Regions from separate parts of the Mus musculus genome. Here region 2 is linked to region 1. Evidence: chromatin contacts called from public HiChIP or PLAC-seq data. All regions are on one chromosome and are shown on one strand. Each heading gives the region's core, a stretch centred on a gene start, on an enhancer-like site or on the middle of the called end of the contact. The rest is flanking DNA. Distances are from core to core; before and after follow the strand shown.

What was found. HiChIP or PLAC-seq counts read pairs in DNA pulled down with a chosen protein or histone mark.
Region 2: a contact with region 1 is called in an H3K4me3 HiChIP or PLAC-seq map of forebrain, with 2.1 times the contacts expected there. The contact joins the enhancer-like site here to the promoter of Axin2 in region 1. A contact is called at or near these places in 3 of 484 Hi-C or Micro-C datasets (cortical neurons, uterus and ventricular fibroblasts) and 7 of 115 datasets of contacts at active chromatin or transcription factors (astrocytes, craniofacial prominence, embryonic limb bud and 4 more).

What each region holds. Positions count from the first base shown.
Region 1 is chr11:108,917,993-108,924,064 of GRCm38.p6, forward strand. Axin2 (axin 2) reads left to right here and starts at 2,357. Exons shown (of 11, transcript NM_015732.4): 1 at 2,357-2,569; 2 at 5,160-6,072. The coding sequence starts at 5,296.
Region 2 is chr11:108,771,938-108,778,009 of GRCm38.p6, forward strand. The region is part of intron 23 of Cep112 (centrosomal protein 112); the gene reads left to right. Among named protein-coding and RNA genes, the nearest start is that of Cep112it, 43 kb to the right of the region's middle. Within about 2 kb of position 2,639, at least 10 of the 459 cell types and tissues checked have an H3K27ac peak or open chromatin away from gene starts, as enhancers often do. A contact at or near this core is called in forebrain, where this site is marked.

The DNA.
Region 1 (6,072 bases), core at 1,107-3,606:
GCCAGAGAGGGCTTCCAGCCTCTCAGGGCTCACCCAGCCTCTTTGGCTAGATGCAAAATGTTCCTGTATACATGAAGTTGGGTGAGATGCTAGAGACAGTAGAGGGAGTTGTTGGCCTGAGGTGACCCTAACACCTGCTCTGGAAGCCCAGCTCCCAGAGGGGCTGTTGTGGAGAAGATCCCAACCACAAGGGACTCCCCGGGCTGCACTTCCTCCACTGCCCCAGCCCTGGGGTAATGAAGGAGCAGCCAAGCTCTCCGGTTTAAAGGCAGCCTGTGATGACTGTGGGTGGCTCAGGGGCAGTGGGGGGTCAGTGGGGACAACTCAAGGGAGGAAACCACCCATGAAGACCCAGGTTCCAATTCCTTTCTGAAAGCCTCCTCTTTTCTGAACCTTGTTTATTTTGATTTGGGATGGTTTGATGATTCTATGTCCCCTCCCCGAGAGAGAGAGAGAGAGAGAGAGAGAGAGAGAGAGAGAGAGAGAGAGAGAGAGAGAGAGAAGAATCAGGGGTGGGGTGGGGTACATATGTGTACACCCTTGGGTTTTTGCACTGTACTTGCTTCTATGGCAGTTCATGCCTCTCTCTACACTTCTGTTTCTGTGACAATACCTCTGTGGCCCAAGGACCCTCAGGAAACAGTTTTGCTGGGGTTGATGGAGGAGGTGGGCGGGTATGCCTTTGGTCTAGGATTCCATATACCATGTCAGAGCTGGAAGGCAGAGAGAATGGAGAGCCACCCAGTATCCTCACACCTGGTAGTTGTCTCAAGATACAGATGCATTATGGGAACACGCTTCCTCTGGTCTTCCCCGGAAGGACCACATTTCACAGCCGGGACTGCTGGCTTTAGAGAGGTCAGCTCTGGTTGCAAGGAAACCCAGGTACATTGACCATGGAGGAAGAGCAGGAGGATGAGACCCACCGGGCCTCCTTTCTAGGCTGTGGAATTTGAGGCCTAAGGTGTGTGAGCTCTCTGGCCCTTTGCTGCAGCCCGGGTTCTTTCTCCAGTAGAACATGGGGGACACTTTTCCCTCTTTGGACAGCCATGTTTCTTACCTGTTTCAAAGTCTCCAAAGCGGAATGTTCGCCCTCCCTTCAGAAGGCCAGGCCCTTGCTTCTCTCGGCTTTCCTCTCTTTGGATTACTTTGCCCTGGGCTCCGCTGTTGATATTTTGTTGCTGCTGTTGTGTTACTGCTTTGTCTCTGAGAGATTGAGCCTTAGGTAGCCCAGGCTGGCTTCCATTTTACTAAGTTGGTCTTGGAATTCTCATTCTATTGATTGGCTCTACCTTGGGGTGGCAGCCATGTGTCACCAACTCTGGCTTATGTGGTGCAGGGGTTGGGGCGGAACTGAGCGTTTGTGAAGTAAGAACTCTATCAGGCTACCTACTCACTTCCATTCCCCCCCCCCCCCCCCCCCCGCAAGTTTATCAGCTCATCCACGGGGAAATGCTCTACAACAACAGATGAATGAATAAGTGTTCTGAACTTATGGCATATTTTTTTAAGGCCCGTGCCTTATAAATATTTTGGGGAGAATGTGGAAAGGAATTCGAAGGTGACAGTGGGGTGAATTTTTAATACTTTAACACCGCGTATGTGTGGGAGGCATTCCACGGCTGTTTAATAAGTAACATATGGGATGGTGGCAGCCCTTTGGGAGAGTGTGGTGGGCACGGATTTGTTGGGGAAAGAGGTCCATGAGTGTGCAAGGAAGGTGCTGACTGATGTGTAAGGTTGCAATATTGGGGAACTGAGGTGCGCACCTTGATTCCACTGTGGAGACAAATTCACAACCGCCCATCTTCATCCAAACACAACTGTCCACAAACTATTTCTATATTAGTGCAAATAGATACTGGAGCACAAGTGCACACACACACACACACACACACACACACACACACACACACATACACACACATCATGCCTTCTGAGTCAGAGTACGCCCTAAGAATTGGCCAGCGGATCTAGCTCCTACCAGAAGGCTCTCCAAATTCCCAGGGAAATTTGAAAAAAGGTAGGAACGTGTTTGATTTGATGGAGGGGGGCGGGGGGGGGGCGGGTGCTTTATTGCAGTTCTTGCAATGGCCAGAGAGAAACTGGCATTCTAGAGCTGGAGAGCGCTAGGTAGGCAGGGGGAGGAGACATGAGCAGAGGCTGGAGAACTTGAAACATGAAATCAATCAGAACTCCGGCCGAGAACACCCCGGGGCCGCCAGCAGCCGGCGGGGGGCAGACGAGGGCCAAGGAAGGGTTAACGCGGGAGCTGAGTGTGCCACGGGGGCCGGGCCGGGGCGGGGCAGAGCGGGCGCGCGCTGTCCCTTTAAGGCGGGCGGCGCGCGGGCCGGCCGAGCGCCTCTGTGATTGGCGCGGCGGGATCACTGGCTCCCCGAGCCCGGCCCGGGGGAGTCGGCTGGAGCCGGCTGCGCTTTGATAAGGTCCTGGCAACTCAGTAACAGCCCAAGAACCGGGAAATAAAAATAAGCAGCCGTTCGCGATGGATTTCGGGGCCACCCGGAGGCCGAGGCGTCCGCCTCCCCAAAGGAGAGCTTTGCTGTAAAAGGTGGGGTCGGAGGCTCGGTCCCGTCGCAGCCGTTTCTAAGAAAGCTCCGTGCGGCCGGGGGCGGTTGGCAGCGGGGCGCGGGGCCGCGGGAGGGGGCGACCGGGAGCAGGCCGGGGTAGTAGAGGGGTGCGGATTGCACGGCCCCCCAAAAGGGGCGCTGGAGCGCGCTGGGCTGGCCCGGGTGCGGCTCGCATACCTCCCTTCCAGGACCGTGCGCTCGGCTCGCGCCTTTGAAGTGCACAGTTAAATCCACAGCGCAGTTTTTGTTGGAAGCGCCCGGAGGACATTTGGTGCGCCTAGTGACTGCTGGAAACAGGACCTGGGTTGAAAGCCGGCCGGGCGGGGGCCGGGGGCGGCCGCGGTGGGGGCGGAGGCCCACTCGGATCTTTTGCATAAAAGGGGCAGCGGGGCGCACGATCCCCCCCCCCAAAAAAAACCCGGCGCAGACCTCGGGATCGTTGTTTTCCGTGCACCCCCTCCTCCGCCTCCGCGAGACTCCTCATGTTCCCCACGCCCGGGCGGGCCCGGGGGGGCCCCGGGGCAGCCTCTGCGAGTCCAGCGGGGGACCCGGGCAGGGGCTCTGCCCGCGGCGCCTGCGAGGTCTCCGCAAGGAGTGCGCCAGCGGATCAATGGTGAGTGCCGAGGCCGCGGCGGTCCGGCGGCCGGCGCGCTTTGATGTGCGGGGCGGCGCTTTGAAGTTGGCAGGCCGGCTATTTCGGGGCGCGCTCCGGGCCCGCGCGGAGGGGAAGCGGCGGGCTCGGCGCCCAGCGCTCCGGGGGGTTTGGCCGGGCGGCCCTGCGCGCGGTGAGCTGGAGTCCCCTCCCCTGCGCGGGGTCCGGGGTGGCGGGGGGCCGGTCAGGGAGACTTCTCCAAGTGGCGTTGGGGACGGAGGCGGAGACGGGCAGCTCGCCCTCGGGGGTCGAGTCGCCGTGGGTGTGGATGAGTTGGGGTGTGCGTGTTCATGCGAGTGCTTTTGGAAGGTGGGATGAAAGGGTGGCGGCGCCCCCCGCTTGCCCTCCCCGCCCTTCCACCGCCCCCTCCCACTTCTTTCCCCACTAGTCTCCCCCTCCCATCCGCGGGTCCGCGCTTAGGTGCCGGGAGCGCTGGTGAAGGCTCAGTCTGAGGGTAGAACCGGCCAGAGCCCAGGGCGCTCCCGTCCCCCCGTTCCTCCTTGCCGCCCCTTTTGCGGAGAGGCCGAGACTCCGCGCGTCGCCATTTCTGGACTAGGCGGTTGCTTTCCGTGCCTTTTTCTGCGGGAACCTCTGCGAGGCTTGACACCAGGGAGTTACCCCCATCCGGGCTCCGGGGTCTCCGGCCTCGCTCCTGGTGGACGGCATACCGGGACTCTGGAGGCTTTCGTTTGCAGTTGGGCCGGGGAGGGACGGGACAGGAGGGGCTCAGAGGAGATGAGAGCCTGGCGGCCTTCATCTTCCAGGTAACGGCGCCTCGCCACCTTCTCTGCGCCCGGGTGCGCGGCACTGTCCGGCCCCACCACTTCGGGTTTGTGCCCAGCCTGGCGGCCTGAGCTCCGGGACTGGGGTGGGGTGCATCGACCCAGACCCGGGGTCTCGGGCAGCTGGCCTGGCGTCCCTCCCTGTACCCCGGCCCGCCCCTCCTTAGTTTGATCCTTCCCTGGCTAGGGAGAGAAGCTTGTTTATTGGTTAGATAAGACTTCTTTTCTTTTGGAGAAAGGACTGGCTTGGGATCAGTGTAGTTTGGGATTCTTGGCACAGGCAGTAGTAGCGTGAGAAGCCTTCTGATCCGGTTTTGTTGGGTTCGTGGCTCTAGGAGGTGGACTGGGGAGCCGGGGGCGGCGGGTCTCGAGGTTTCTCTTCTCTCTTTAAAAGTTTGAAGATCAAAGCCTCTAAGTTAGTGAACTGGTTTCTGCTTTGGGGAGGCAAAGAAGACAAGAGGTGTAGACTGAGCCACGTTTTTGGTGGAGTCTTGAGTTTAGGCAACATCATCGGGGGTGGGGGGTGCATGCCGAATCCGCGAGTCGCTGACCCCCTTCCCGCCGATGCTGGGCGGGCTTTTTTTTTTTTTTCCCCAGGCGGGGATCTTCTGTAAGAAGTGGGACGAGGGAGCGCAGAAGGAGGGGGGGGGGAATGGGAACCAGATGCCGGGGAAGGGCACTTTGAGAACTCGAGTTATCTGTGCAGAGCAGAGTGGGGAAGTTTACTGAAATTGGTTTCACCTGCACGCAGCCGGTCGGCTGGCTTGCGTGTTCTGGTTGTCGTGGGAGTGGGTACGGCTAGACTACCTACCCGGCGTGTCCCTGGCCCCCGTGAATGCGGGGAAGGTTGTGTCTTACACCTCCCGTGTCACTGTTTCTGCCTCACCTTCCTCCTTCCACCCCCCAACACCACCCCCCCCCCCCGCGGAAAAAGTGTGTGTGGAGCTCAGATTTCGCCTTTGAAAAAGCTGCGTCGGATACTTGAGACGAGCACCTCGCGGATAGCTGGGTTGCTTGATTTGAATTTGAGGAGTTGAAAAGCCTGTTTACTTTCTTGCTTTGATGTTGGGTAGATCTGGTTTTGATTAGATCAATACCCTTTTCTCTCTCCCCCCTCCCCCCTCCTTTTCTTTCCAGAGAGGAGGCTCACATGAGCCCCTGCTGACTTAAGAGAGACCAAGCCGATTGCTGAGAGGAACTGGAAGAAGAAAAAGGAGGAGGAGGGAAAAAAAGCAAAACAAAATCCAAACTCAGTGAGACGCTCTCCCTCACCATGAGTAGCGCCGTGTTAGTGACTCTCCTTCCAGATCCCAGCAGCAGCTTCCGCGAGGATGCTCCGCGGCCCCCGGTTCCGGGAGAAGAAGGGGAGACCCCACCGTGTCAGCCTAGTGTGGGCAAGGTCCAGTCCACCAAACCTATGCCCGTTTCCTCTAATGCTAGGCGGAATGAAGATGGACTGGGGGAGCCCGAGGGGCGGGCCTCCCCCGATTCCCCTTTGACCAGGTGGACCAAGTCTTTACACTCCTTGTTGGGTGACCAGGATGGTGCATACCTCTTCCGGACTTTCCTGGAGAGGGAGAAATGTGTGGATACGCTGGACTTCTGGTTTGCTTGTAATGGGTTCAGGCAGATGAACCTGAAGGATACCAAAACTTTGCGAGTGGCCAAAGCAATCTATAAGAGGTACATTGAGAACAACAGCGTTGTCTCCAAGCAGCTGAAGCCCGCCACCAAGACCTACATACGAGATGGCATCAAGAAGCAACAGATCGGCTCGGTCATGTTTGACCAGGCACAGACCGAGATCCAGGCAGTGATGGAGGAAAATGCCTACCAGGTGTTCTTGACTTCTGACATTTACCTGGAATATGTGAGGAGTGGGGGGGAAAACACAGCTTACATGAGTAACGGGGGACTGGGGAGCCTAAAGGTCTTATGTGGCTACCTCCCCACCTTGAATGAAGAAGAGGAGTGGACGTGTGCCGACCTCAAGTGCAAACTCTCACCCACCGTGGTTGGCTTGTCCAGCAAAACTCTTCGGGCCACCGCG
Region 2 (6,072 bases), core at 1,389-3,888, 150 kb before region 1:
CGCTGTCCCTCACACTGATGGCTCTGTGACAGTTCTGGAACACAAGTAAGAGCATGGTGTTTACAGCTTAAAATCTGTCAGTAGCTTTCCATTTCCTACTGACTGAATCTTAAACTTGGTCTCCTCGCAGAGGAGCCACGGCATCTAAAGCTGTAGTTCTGAGCTTGCTCCCTATCCTTTCGTTCCTCAGGGTCCAACTGTTTTCGTAAGAACACAGACCCATCACTGTGCATGCGTCTCACTATTGCACAGCAGCAATGGGAGATGAAACTGCTGATCCCAGTCAACCATCCTAGTAACAATTTCTTCCTTCCACAAACGTGTATTTGCAACAAAGAGGAAACAGCCAAATATCCATTTTATTACCCCAAATCTTGACACAGCACTACTCCTCATAGTAATGGGGAGAGCACATGAAGCCTCTGCCACCTAGTGACGCAGGCCGGGTGTCTCAGGGAAAGGCGGGTCTGCACCAAGTGGGGGCTGCACTCTGTTGTTCCCAAAGCACTGACAACCTGTGTTTATTCACACTCTACTATCTGACAGACATATTCTAGAAAATAAACGAAGTGAGCCTGACAAGCCAAGGATAACAACTGACTATATTGTTGCTAATAATAAAATTTGCCCTTTCAAACAATAAGTTAGAATTTTGGAAAAATTGGTATCACTGTTGTGAGTTTGACAGCTTGGCAATGCTTAAAGTTTTCTGAGGAGATCAGTGACTTTGCAAGGGTGAGAAAGAGGCAGGGAGAGAATGGAGCATCTCCAGTTGAAAGATTCACATGACTCATGATTCATTCTATTATCTATTTCAGATGATCAATCCCTGATGTTACAAATCCCTTCATGACTAAAAGACCCATTCAATGCACAAAAGAGACCAAGGAGTTTTAGGGAATCTACATGCAAAGTTCATGCATGAGAGTTGCAGATTCCACGTTGCAGCTAGCTTCAAAAACTACCACTTGCTGTGGTTTGGTATTATATAATAGCCAAGTGCCCCAATCATTGGAAGGGCTGCTGAGACACCCCTCTGCCCTCTTCTGACCATCTTTCTGTGTGACTGAATTTCTTTTTGTGTTTCATTGGGAGCAATGTTTTTGTAAGAGTTTAAATACAGAAATAGATAAGAGTCTAGCTCCCTCTGTTAAACAGATTTGTAGAAATATAAAACACCCACATATCTCATCGATTTTTTTAACCTCAGAAATAAACAATTTAGGATTTGGAGAGATGACTTATAAAGTGCCTGCTATGCAAGCATGAGGACAGGAGTTCAGATCTCTAAGGACAGGAGTTCAGAGGACAGGAGTTCAGATCTCTGAGCGCTCCCTCAAAAGACCAGGCACAGCACGGGTATCTGTAAACCGGTGCAGAGGGAAAGTAGTCAGATTTCTAAAGCTCATTGACCAGCCAGTCTAGTTGAAACAGTGAGATCTAGGTTCAGTGAGAGAGCCTGTCTCAAAAACTAAGGTGTAAGGGCTGGAGAGATGACTCAGCAGTTAAGAACACTGGCTGCTCTTCCAAAGGATGTACTCACATGATGGCTCACAACTGTCTTCAATCCTGTCCCAGAGACTTGATGCCTCTTTCTGGCCTTCTTGGGAACTGTATACATAAGGCACATAGACATAAATGCAGACAAAATACCCCTACACATTAAATTTTTAAAATATTTAAACCTAAGGTGTAAAACTAAAGTGAAGGGAAATCAAAGAAGACACGTGTCGTTGACTTGGCCCTGCACACACGGACGTGGACGCAATGCTCCCTTCTCTTAAAAATGGTCTTTGTGTGTTCACGCACACTGAGTCTATTCCTGCTATTTTAAAACCAATTAAATGTTTTAATACTTATTAGTCTTAACTTCCAATGTATCAATAGTCCACATGAACAAAACTTCTTTTTATTCTTTTTATTCTTTTTATTTTCAAATTACATTTTTTAATTTATTTAAGAAGAATATGAATAGGAAATTATTCAATAATTTTGGTTGTGAAGCTTAAATTTATTTATTTTGGGCAATCACTATGTTATTATAGTGCCTTTGAACTATATATGATATAATTTAGAATTATTAAAGTTAAAATTTTTTCAAATACCTATTACATTCTTAAATATTAAAAAGCTAAATGACCCATATTTTTCTAGTTGTTGATTAACCACAAGCCATTGTTATTTGGACAGTGCAGTAATACAGTTAGCCACACAGTCACTCCAGCGTATAAGGGTACAGTGGGCCAAGCCATGGATTCAGAGAAACCTGCCTCTCCTGTTCTTGTAATTCCGCTCCTTCATAGGCCCGCCACTGGCTCAGCAACGTCTGATTTATTCTCTGGCTTAGAATACACAAAGCAGTGTTTTAAGGGTTCAAAAGTATTTTCCACACAACTTGAAAGGTTTTTGTCCACTGAATGAAGAATGTTTTTCAACAAGTTTTAGAATGAAGAACAAACTTGCCAGAGGCTAGAACTGAAGGACTTCAGGGTGAGCACATAAGAGCTGCCCATGGCCCCTATGCTCGCTGGCTGGCACTGCTTCTCCTTTCTCAGAAGCAAGGTCAGCACTGCACACCAAGGCTGAGCCTGGCCTCTAGGAAAGTGTTCTTAGGCTTCTGCTCCCACGGATGGCCTGCTTGTTGAGTTAGCAGGCAAGTCTTCCTGGGTGGGATGGAAAACTCCTTTCTATTCTTAGCATCATTAATTCTAATTCAGGAGGGAACAAAGAAAATGCCACTTTTTTTCCCTGTATCTTTAGAACATGTGCACAGGGAAGACAGGAATTAAATAATGAACAGGTCCTAAAGGAAGTCATCTGAGGCTGGACGGAGATTTCTTTCTATGTCGTGAGGCTTCTAAACCCCCTCAAAGAGGCTTGTGATTTTATTCTTTGGAAATTGATTCATATAAGCTCTTAGCACAGTGAGAGCTGCCCAGGATTATGAAATATTTCTTCTCCCCCTCAAGCCTTCTGGTAACACAGAGCAGATTTCTTGGTGTCCTACTGGCAGGCGACCTTTTCTCGTGAACTCCAGTCAGTGGCTGAGGGAGAGAGGCATCGGTGCTTTAAAAGCTCTTTTCTATGCCTGCAAGCAACATTTTTTACAATATTTCTCCTTGATATGAAATCTCTGCTTGGACATCTGGCCTCACAGTGAGGAACTTTCAATACTCAGGCTTCAAAGAGAGAACTTAGCTCTGGTGGTGCAGAAGGGCCATAGGAACATTCCACAGTATCCTATTGAACAATCCCCAACATTTCCTCAGATGAACTTCCATGAGCTAAGAGAATGGTGCGTGCTAGCTTTCAGGAACTCGTCTCTAGCCTGCAGCCTTCGGTAGGCACTTCCCAGGAGAACATAAGGACACACAAGGCAGAGAGTGCTCTATTAGATTCTGCCTGGTAAGGCAAGACTTGGCTCCTAAGGTTTCTCACAGGTGACCTGTTAAGTGGGCTTCTTAGGGAAAGGTGCATGAGGAAGGGAACCCATAAAGACAACATGTTAAAAATACCATAATGACACAACTACCCTGCTTGAGAATTTTTTAAAAGATCTAAGTTAGTTATTTAATCTTGTTATATTATCACAAACATTTACCGGTTCATTGCCATAAATTAAACCTGAGAATCCTGTGATATCACTAGTTACTAGGGGTTGGTTTACAGGGACGCAGTGCTCATTTGTCCAGCATACTTTTAACATGTCCAACAAAACATACATAGTAAATGCGTATTCTTGAGAAGCTCAGAGTCCAAGTTATTTAAAAAAAAAAAACTTAGATATTATAGATCCACGTGTCCTATTCTGAATTACCGGAAGTCTAGAAAGGGATAAATTATTTTCAAAAAATTATTTTCAAAAGACTGTGGTTAACATGCTTAGCAACAGATCTGCCTGATGCTGCGGGCATTTATTAGAGATATTAATGCAGCTACTGTGCATTTTTGTTTGTATCTAAGGATGTTGTCCTAGTTGCCACCTGCGAAAGTATTCTATAACCTCCTAGAATCTGCAGTGTCCGGTTTCCACCATGAGAATCTGTATGGAGGGCTGACTCAGTACCACAGTGCTCCCAAACACCTCTGAGGAAAGAAACCCTGTCCACATGGACTGCTCTTTTTAGGGACCACAGAAGAGGCAACACTTAAGTGGAAAGGGCATATTACACAGAGCTCATGGATGTGTGCATGAGGTCTTTTTGGCCATCCAAGACCACCTGCCCAGGGGGGGCACCACCTTCCCATATCAATTGCTCTTTAAGAAAGTACCCCCACAGATTTTCCCACAGACAGTCTGATGGAGGCAGTTTCTCCCTTGAGGTTCCTCTTCCCAGATGAGACTGGCTTGTGCCAAGTTGGCCCAGGCTCTAACCCGGAGCCTGCCTCTTCATAGTAGCCATCATTCATCCTATGTCTTGCATCCCAGGATTTGTTCCTAGAACAGAACGTTGATCTTGTTTTCCCATACCTCAGTGTCTTGCCAGTAACAGCAGCATCTAGAGATAGTCTTCCCATTAGTGATATGCTGAAGGCAGTCTGCATGGCTTGAGGAGGCTCTGCAGTCAGGACTCCTGAATAGTATACATCCTCAAGTTATTTTCTGAGACCCAGTTGTTAAGCCCAGGTACACTGCTGCAGCAGTTCTCTGAGGTCCCCTACTTTCTTGATGAAACTGTCTCCCAATTTCTGTCTGCATGACGGTGCTACACCTTATTGTCACAGGAGGTGTATAGTTGTGCATCTGGACAGACCCACTCTACCAACTCCTAGGGGCTACCAACTAACCTCTTGCTCTGCTCTGATATAGGTATCATTTTACTCTATTTTTTCTATTTTTAAAATCTCCTTTGTAACCAGTATAATACAGAAACTTTGCAGAAAATGTATTAACTTTTTCTAAGTATTTTTCCGTTTATAGCCATCTTTTTAGTTTCACGTGCTATTTGACTATACCAAACTCTTCTCCTTCTAGATCAGTGTTATTAGACTTTCTGTAAAGGGATAGATGGTAAAAGTTCCTGGCTTTGTACGCCACAAACACCATCGCAACTGCTAAGCTCTTTCCATGTGGTAAGAAGCAGAGATAGACAGTCTATCAATAATTGGCTGTGGCTGTCTTCCAATTAACTGTATTTATGAGGACAGGGTTACTGCCGTGTTTGGTGTGCTGGCTATAGCTTGCAAACCCCTGATCTATGAGCTCACTCTAGATATGCTTTATATAGTTTTCCTTTTCCTCCCAGCATGTGCTTACAGGGACATTCTGGGCTTCACCTCTTCTCTTTACTGCCTCTGTGACATCAGCTATCACTTCTGTGGACATGATTTTCAGAAGCCCAGCCTGTTTCCTGCTTGAGCCCTGTATCTTGCAGAGACTGTAAATCACCGTCTTGGGGGAAGATGTAGTGCTGCTTCAGTCAGAAGCTACAGCACTGAACTCTCGTCCTCTCTATTGGCTCTCCCTTTCCGTCCATACAGCTTACTCTGTCTTTCTGTTTCCTGGTAGGAGCATGGAGTTCATGGCTGTCCTTCTTTGTTCTTTCACCCCAGTTTCCCTTGTGTCTCACCAGAGTTCTTAACCTCTTATTATCTGACTTGGCCCTGTTCAGAGCTTTCCTCCATTTGTGATTGATTTAAAGCTGCCCTATTTCAGCTGATAGCCAAAACTCTCAGGGACATTTCTGACTGAAAACATCTACCCGTAAATTCTTAAACTACTGTGGCATCCTACATTACAAAAAGTGCTCAGAAATACTAACAACCCATGCCCCCAAAGAGCAAAGGATGTGAAGATGGATCCCAGGCAGAACATCAGTATTTGGCAAACGTGAGAAATGTGTTCATTGTCATTCACGAGTTTACAAAAATGGAAATCAAAAGTATACTTTCAAGGGCCAACTACCATCAGATTTGCATAAATTTGAATTTGGAAATAACTCTGAAGGTAAAGGTTGAGGAGTCACATGGGCTCATGCATGCTTACTTAGAGGAAACTCAGAGTAGCCTAGATCCTTTAGTCCAGCAGGTCCACAGACAAGAATTCATCTTATAGACGTACTTGCAAGTATA